Regions from separate parts of the Hordeum vulgare genome. Here region 2 is linked to region 1. A link is a contact called in public Hi-C data. All regions are on one chromosome and are shown on one strand. The core of a region is the stretch at or near the end of the contact, and the rest is flanking DNA. Distances in the headings are between cores, read along the strand shown. Region 1 holds the start of LOC123445033 (DNA repair protein recA homolog 3, mitochondrial). Region 2 holds the start of LOC123445040.

Evidence for each region. Hi-C and Micro-C count contacts between places; a contact is called where the count stands out from the background.
Region 2: a Hi-C map of leaf shows a contact between it and region 1, with 6 times the contacts expected there. The contact joins the promoter of LOC123445040 here to the promoter of LOC123445033 in region 1. A contact is called at or near these places in 2 of 6 Hi-C or Micro-C datasets (leaf and seedling).

Annotation. Positions count from the first base shown.
Region 1 is chr3H:558,186,634-558,189,952 of MorexV3_pseudomolecules_assembly, reverse strand. It overlaps LOC123445033 (DNA repair protein recA homolog 3, mitochondrial), which reads right to left and starts at 1,529. Exons shown (of 8, transcript XM_045121947.1): 1 at 1,346-1,529; 2 at 545-602; 3 at 18-235. The coding sequence starts at 1,414. It overlaps LOC123445034 (GDP-L-galactose phosphorylase 1-like), which reads left to right and starts at 1,890. Exons shown (of 7, transcript XM_045121949.1): 1 at 1,890-2,208; 2 at 2,731-2,831; 3 at 2,922-2,981; 4 at 3,065-3,307. The coding sequence starts at 2,103.
Region 2 is chr3H:558,709,096-558,712,414 of MorexV3_pseudomolecules_assembly, reverse strand. LOC123445040 reads left to right here and starts at 1,634. Exons shown (of 13, transcript XM_045121956.1): 1 at 1,634-1,713.

The DNA.
Region 1 (3,319 bases), core at 280-2,779:
TTTATGGGAATGTGTACCTTTGGAAGCCCACCAATTCCCAGTGCCAGATCCAAAGAGAAAGATCCGGTAGACACAACAGGTACTTCTCTATGACCTTCAGAGCGGCCAAGCCACATTATTGCTCCTTTTCCAAACGAAGTTGTTATTTGATCAATGGCCTGATGTAAAGCCAAGTCTTTCTTTGACATGTTCTCCTCACCGGAGTCGGTTCCACTTGACTTTGACTTCTTTTTGGCTAAGCATACAACAAGAGGCGAATCAGTAAATGATTCAGTATGTAGTACGAATGGAACATAGTTGGAGCAAATCATGCAGTGCAGGCAACAGTAAGAAGTACTAGGAAATGATTCATTAGGTGGTAGCAATGAAGCATAATGGAAGAGAAACAAGTAATCATGCAACTGAATTTCCTAAAATTATACGTAGGTCCAAATATCAGTTCGGACAACAAAATTAAGCGGTTATAAATGGATCCACACATTGCAATGCTCAGAATATATGATAGAATATGTGCAAGAACATAAGAAGAAACGATGTGTACAACCTTTAGATGCGAAATCTCGGCAATGAAAGGAAGAACCACAGATCACCTGCCTATAGCTCTGTAGAAATGGTAAAGCATTAGCAACAACATATCAGTGTCCCAGTGTTCATAGACCATTGATTCTCATGAAAGTGTCCCACATAAATCAGCATCCTTTTATAGCCCATTAGGGAGAGACACTTGGTGAACTCTAGTGCACTATCACGTTTCCTTGAGTAATTCCTTTTTAACCTTATCATGTGTGATACATTTCTTTCATTGAATTTATTTAATCCCTGGTGGATAACAGCATACCATAAAGGCGCTGCAAACAAACTCTTCAGGCCAACTAGACTGCTACGACTTGCAAGGATGAAAAATGCGTGGGACTAATCTAGCCTTCCGAAAGCAGTTAAATGTATTTTCAGCATTGCATCACTGGTAAACCTAAATAAAGCAGAGAACATATTATGGCAAATTGCCTTTTCAAACGGTAAGCGCAAAACAGGGGATAATACCATACCTTAAAACAAATCGGTAAAAGATGGTGATTAAAACTGCGCCATCTGGTGAAATACGCTAAACTGACGCGGGCTTACAGGCTCGCACGGTGCGGAATCGAGATTAAAACAGGAGAAATCGGCCCCCACCAAAAAGGAACGCAACCGATCAAACCCCGAGACCAGAGTAGGGCTCTGGCTTCCGATCACTGCAGCGGAAGCATCGAGCTCGTCCGCTGTGGCTACGCGCCCCCAACCCCCAACCCACCCGAAAATGAAAACAGCGCACAGCGGAGAGGGCAGGGGCAGGGAGAGTTTTGACCTCGGGGCAGGAGGCGGCGGCGGAGGCGATGGCCCGCCGCAGCGACGCGCGCCTCAGGAGGGTCGCCATGGCTGCCGTCGGCGCGCTCGGTGGTTCTCCGTCCCCTGCAGCCGCGAGGGGAGGATTTGGGGAGGGAGGGGGGCTAGGGTTTAGGGTTTTACGCGCTCGGTTTTTTCTTCTCTGCTCAGTGTTGTTTTCGGCCGCCTCCTCCTCCTTTTGTTTTGCTCCCCGTTCTCGGGCGACGGGAAGCGCGAGCGAGCGCCCCACCCCCACTACTGGGCACTGGCCCGCACACCACCATGGGGACCCGCGACGACCACGCGTGGGTGGGACCCACTTGTCTGCGTCGACGAACTGCCCGAGACCTGTGTGGACCACGTCCACACGGAAGTGTAGTACGACCTCCATTTCCTTTCCCTTCCCGTGTAACCGCAGGCCCACGCACAGTCAAACAGCACGGCCGCGTTCTCTGGATTGGAGGCCCAACAAGAGGCGGGAAATGATCTAACTAAACTGACCCATACGGCCCGGCCCGGCCCGACCCGACCCGGCCAGTACATTCGTCTCCCTCGAGCGAGATCCGGCTCCCCTCCTCCTCCACGTGGGATTCGCGTGAATTTCCCGTCGTTTCCCACGGGCTGTGCCGCAAACCATCAGCTTCGGAGAGGCTCGCTCGCTTTGAGTGAGATCCAGTTCTTGGGCCGCCATTGCTGCGGCGCCCGCGTCCGTTCCCAGCAACAGCAGGAGGTCTCTGTACATGCCCGTCATCTCCCCCCTTCCTTTCTCGCTCGCGCCAACGCCGGCTGCTCCCGCGGCGTCGCGAATTCGCCGGAACGGCTTCCCGCACCACCGGCGTCTGCGAGGTATTCCGAGCTCGCTTTCTCTGTCTGAAGTTCTTCATGTCTCCTTTTGTGCTTCAGACGAGACAACTATATGTATACTGTTGGTGTTGCCTTGGCGACTTGTCGCTGACGGTGGATCGCCCCATTCGCCATGCTCTGGAATGGATACACTTGAGGCTGAAACTTGGGAATGTTCTGCGTATTCGATTTGATATCTGGGTTGCCTCTGAAGCTCCCGTTTCAGCTGAACTCAAATGTGCACTGCAGATGCGAATGGGCTGATCTGGACTGTGGTCTTGGACTAGACCTGTACCACTTGATGTTGGAAATTATGCACTAGGACTGCATACGTTCTTGCTCCACTGCTAACTAGTAGTGCAATATCGTTTCAGATCAAGTTGTTCAATTTACTTGAATTATAATTGGTTCTACTGGACGTGATGGAAGTGGAAACACTTAGCACTGGGATTTATTAGCATCATCTCCTACGAATAGGTGCCTGATGTTTTTTGTGTGGTCTGACGCTGCTGTCAGTTGGAACAGAAGCAGGCATGTGCAGCAACGGTTTTGATTCAACCAACTGCTTTCGTATGGAGGAGCTCGAAACAAATTTGTCCCCATTTCTCCACAAGCTTTTTAAAGAGGTTAGTACTGTTTGCACTTCTGTATGTTGTTGATAACTGTAACAGAAAGGAAACTGAATGTATTGTGAAATGATGAATGGTTTGTTGCAGTGGGATGACCGCAAGGCGAGGGGATTGTTTCACCACGACATCACTACCTGCGAGACCAAGGTTTCACATTCTTCTCTGATTAACTATACTGAGAATTCTCTGGGTTTTTCCCCTAGCTGAATTTCCTACTGTCACGTTGACAGGTGCTACCTGGAGAACACAATTTTGTTGCAACATTGATAGAAGGGCGTGACCAGAAGAAGCGGCCAACTGAATTTGGAATGAACCAAGTCCTCCAGCCATTTCATAGTGAGAAGTTCAATTTCACTAAAGTTAAACCACAGGAGGTGATCTTCAGGTTCCAAGAAACTGAGAATGATTCTGCCCAGTATTTTGACGGAGCTCCTCCCACTGTTTCAGCTTCTCCTAGCAGCATTTTAATCAACGTCAGTGTGTCT
Region 2 (3,319 bases), core at 385-2,884, 520 kb before region 1:
ATGTACGCCATCATGGAGCGCTCGGTGAGGGAGGCGGCGGAGGACGCCGCGCGCAACCGCCGCGAGCTCGAGATCGAGTAGATCTTCCTTGAGCAAGGGGTCACGGCGTCACACGCGAGCGCGTCCAAGGAGGCGGACCTGCGTGTCCTGAAGGCCGAGCAGTACAAGATCTTGATCAACCTCGACTCCAATTAGGACTGAGCTCCTCCGGCTCCTCCGCCGCGTCGTCGCCGCCGCACTCGTCATTTTTGATAGCATTGGCTCGGGTACGCTGCACGGCCCACGGATCCTCCCCCCTACCTAGTAGTAGTATGAAGAACTTATGTAGTTTGATCAAGAAATGATGTAGTTTGATGAAGAACAATGTTATAGTTTGATGAATGATGTAGTAGTTGCTTTCCGCGAACCATTTTCAAATTTTACAGTTTCATATACGGGGTCTGATCTTTGACGCACGAAATGGCCCTCCAAAATTGCTCTGTAGCGACCTGTAAACCCATTTTACAGGTCACGCTCTTTTACGGGATGTGGTTGCTCGAGTATTTGCCTTCCGCTCCGCACTTAAACTGTAGTTGTTCGTCATGTGGTTGCGGTGGATCCGACGCATTGACCTGGCTGACCTACCTCCAACACCTCGAGCGACCGAGCGAACCATGTACATGATGTACTATAAGTACCTTCTAATCTTTCACGGTGGTATTCTTAATCCATCAAAGTTCATGTTCTGATGATTGCATTATTTTTACATTTATTTTATAATTTTTGAATATGCGTTTAGTTGAAGGAAACACTTCCATCAACGACGAGCCACCTACGGTGATGATTCGATCTTTTAAAAATGTTTATATAGAGATAGAATGTACATATATGATGATATGTCAACTTAGTCTTTTAAATATATTTATAGAGATAGAATGTACAGATGTGTATATTCATAAAATTGAATGTATGCCCGCTGCATTGTGTTAGAAAAAAACGCGCCATTAATTTCCCACGTGGCCTGCCAACCATAAACCGCAACCAATTTTTCCTCGATGTATGTAGCCCTCCGCCACTAAATCACAATGACAGGCGGGACCCAGAGAGCAGAAACGCCATCTGGCCCACAGTGCAGCGAGGGTCGCACACCGAAGTGTCAATGCTATAAAATAATGCCATTTCGTACACGGAACCTTTCCGCACGAGAGCGCGCAGAGAGCGAGATAAAGAGGTCAGCTCAACTGCCAACCAGACACCACCCTACGCAAAACCCCACGCTCGCTGACGCCGGGCCCCACCCGCTGTCCCCTTCCCCCGCCTCCAGGCTCCAGCAATCGCCTCGTCATAAGAGAAAAAGGCAGCGCCAATGGCATCTGGTGCTGCCCACCTAGTGCTGGCCTCGTGTGCCTCCACCACTCGCCACCTCGTCGCCTCCGCCCCCGCCTCGTCATGCCCGCCGGCGTGCTGGCCACCGTGCGGTGGTCCACCGCCTGCTCGGCGCTGCTCAACGCCGCCGCCGCCTGCACCGGCGCGGCCGTCGCCGCCCTCGCGCTCCGAGGCCGCTGCGGGGGCTCGCTCGGCCCCGCAGCAGCCGCGGCGTCTGCGGCCTCCGCGGCGAGGCTCCTCGCGTCCGCCGCGGCCGGGTTCGCGCAGGGCCTGGCGGCGAGCGCGATCGCCGCCGGCGCCATCGGGGCGCACGTCGACAGCGACCGCGACCTCCGGCATCTCTCGCGGGTAAGCTGCCCAGAGTAATGCGGCCTTGTCCTTGAGCTAGTTACAACTCGTTTACAAATCAATCAATGCGGAAATTGTGCGAGCCACTATTTCAGGAGTGTCATGAAAAAAATGGATTTTTGGAGCTACAGTACTTCACTCCGGTTTTTGTAACTGAGTGGTATCAGTAATAATGTCATGTTCATGGCCAATATTTTGGTCCAATGCTTCTATAAAAGGCAAGGGCTTTTTGTTTTGCCGGAAATAGAATTACTGTTGAGAGCCAATGGAATTACCCAATTTGCTTGTCCCAAATCACCTAGCTAAGCTAGAACTGGACTGCTTCAGGCCGGCAATATGAGAAATAGTCACAATAAGGTAGCCAAATTGAGAAGGTGACATTGTTAAAATTTGTGATCTTGTTGGATTCAGCCGGGTCAATTACTGGCAGCTTTAACATTTCAACATGTTTGGTTCAGAGCTGAAATTTAAAACATTTTTTCTGCTAAACTATGGCAAAACCATTAAAAATGCGGTGAAGAAACTGGTTGCTTGGACCTGTAGGAGTGAAACAATCAGTGGCCATACGCATCTGCCACACCCAAACATTACTTATTCTGTCAGCTAGGATATCCTAGAACGTGCTGACTACTGCGATCATTGGCCTTTCCTCTATAGAACGTAGTATCAATGCAACCAAGTCTGTCAAATATCTAACCCACCATGACAGAGTGAAAGTCGATATCTAGCTAATTTTAGCCCTCTTTTACTAATTCTTGGCAATGTTAGTTTCTTTGTCATTTTTCGGGCAAACAAGATGCCAGAAGAATGGAGATGGAGTATATTAGTACCAGTCTTCAAGAACAAGGGGGATGTTCAGAGTTGTACTAATTACCGTGGAATTAAACTGATGAGCCATACAATGAAGCTATGCGAGAGATTCATTAAGCACCGCTTAAGAAGAATGACAAGCGTGACCAAAAATCAGTTTGGTTTCATGCCTGGGAGGTCGACCATGGAAGCCATTCTCTTGGTACGACAACTTATGGAGAGATATAGGGAGCAAAAGAAGGACCTGCATATGGTGTTCATTGACTTGGAGCAGGCCTATGACAAAATACCGCGGAATGTTATGTGGTGGGCCTTGGAGAAACACAAAGTCCCAGCAAAGTACATTACCCTCATCAAGGACATGTACGATAATGTTGTGGCAAGTGTTCGAACAAGTGATGGCGACACTGATGACTTCCCCATTAAGATAGGACTGCATCAGGGGTCAGCTTTGAGCCCTTATATTTTTGCCTTGGTGATGGATGAGGTCACAAGGGATATACAAGGAGAGATATCTCATGGTGTATGCTCTTTGCGGACGATGTGGTGCTAGTCGATGATAGTTGGACGGGGGTCAACAGGAAGTTGGAGTTATGGAGGCAAACCTTGGAATCGAAAGGTTTTAGACTTAGTAGAACTAAAACTGAGTACATGAGGTGCACTTTCAGTACTACAATGCACGAGGAGGAGGAGGATGTTAGCCTTGATGGTCAGGTGGTGCCTCAGAAGGACACCTTTTCATATTTGGGGTCAATGTTGCAGAAGGATGAGGATGTTGATGAAGATGTGAACCATC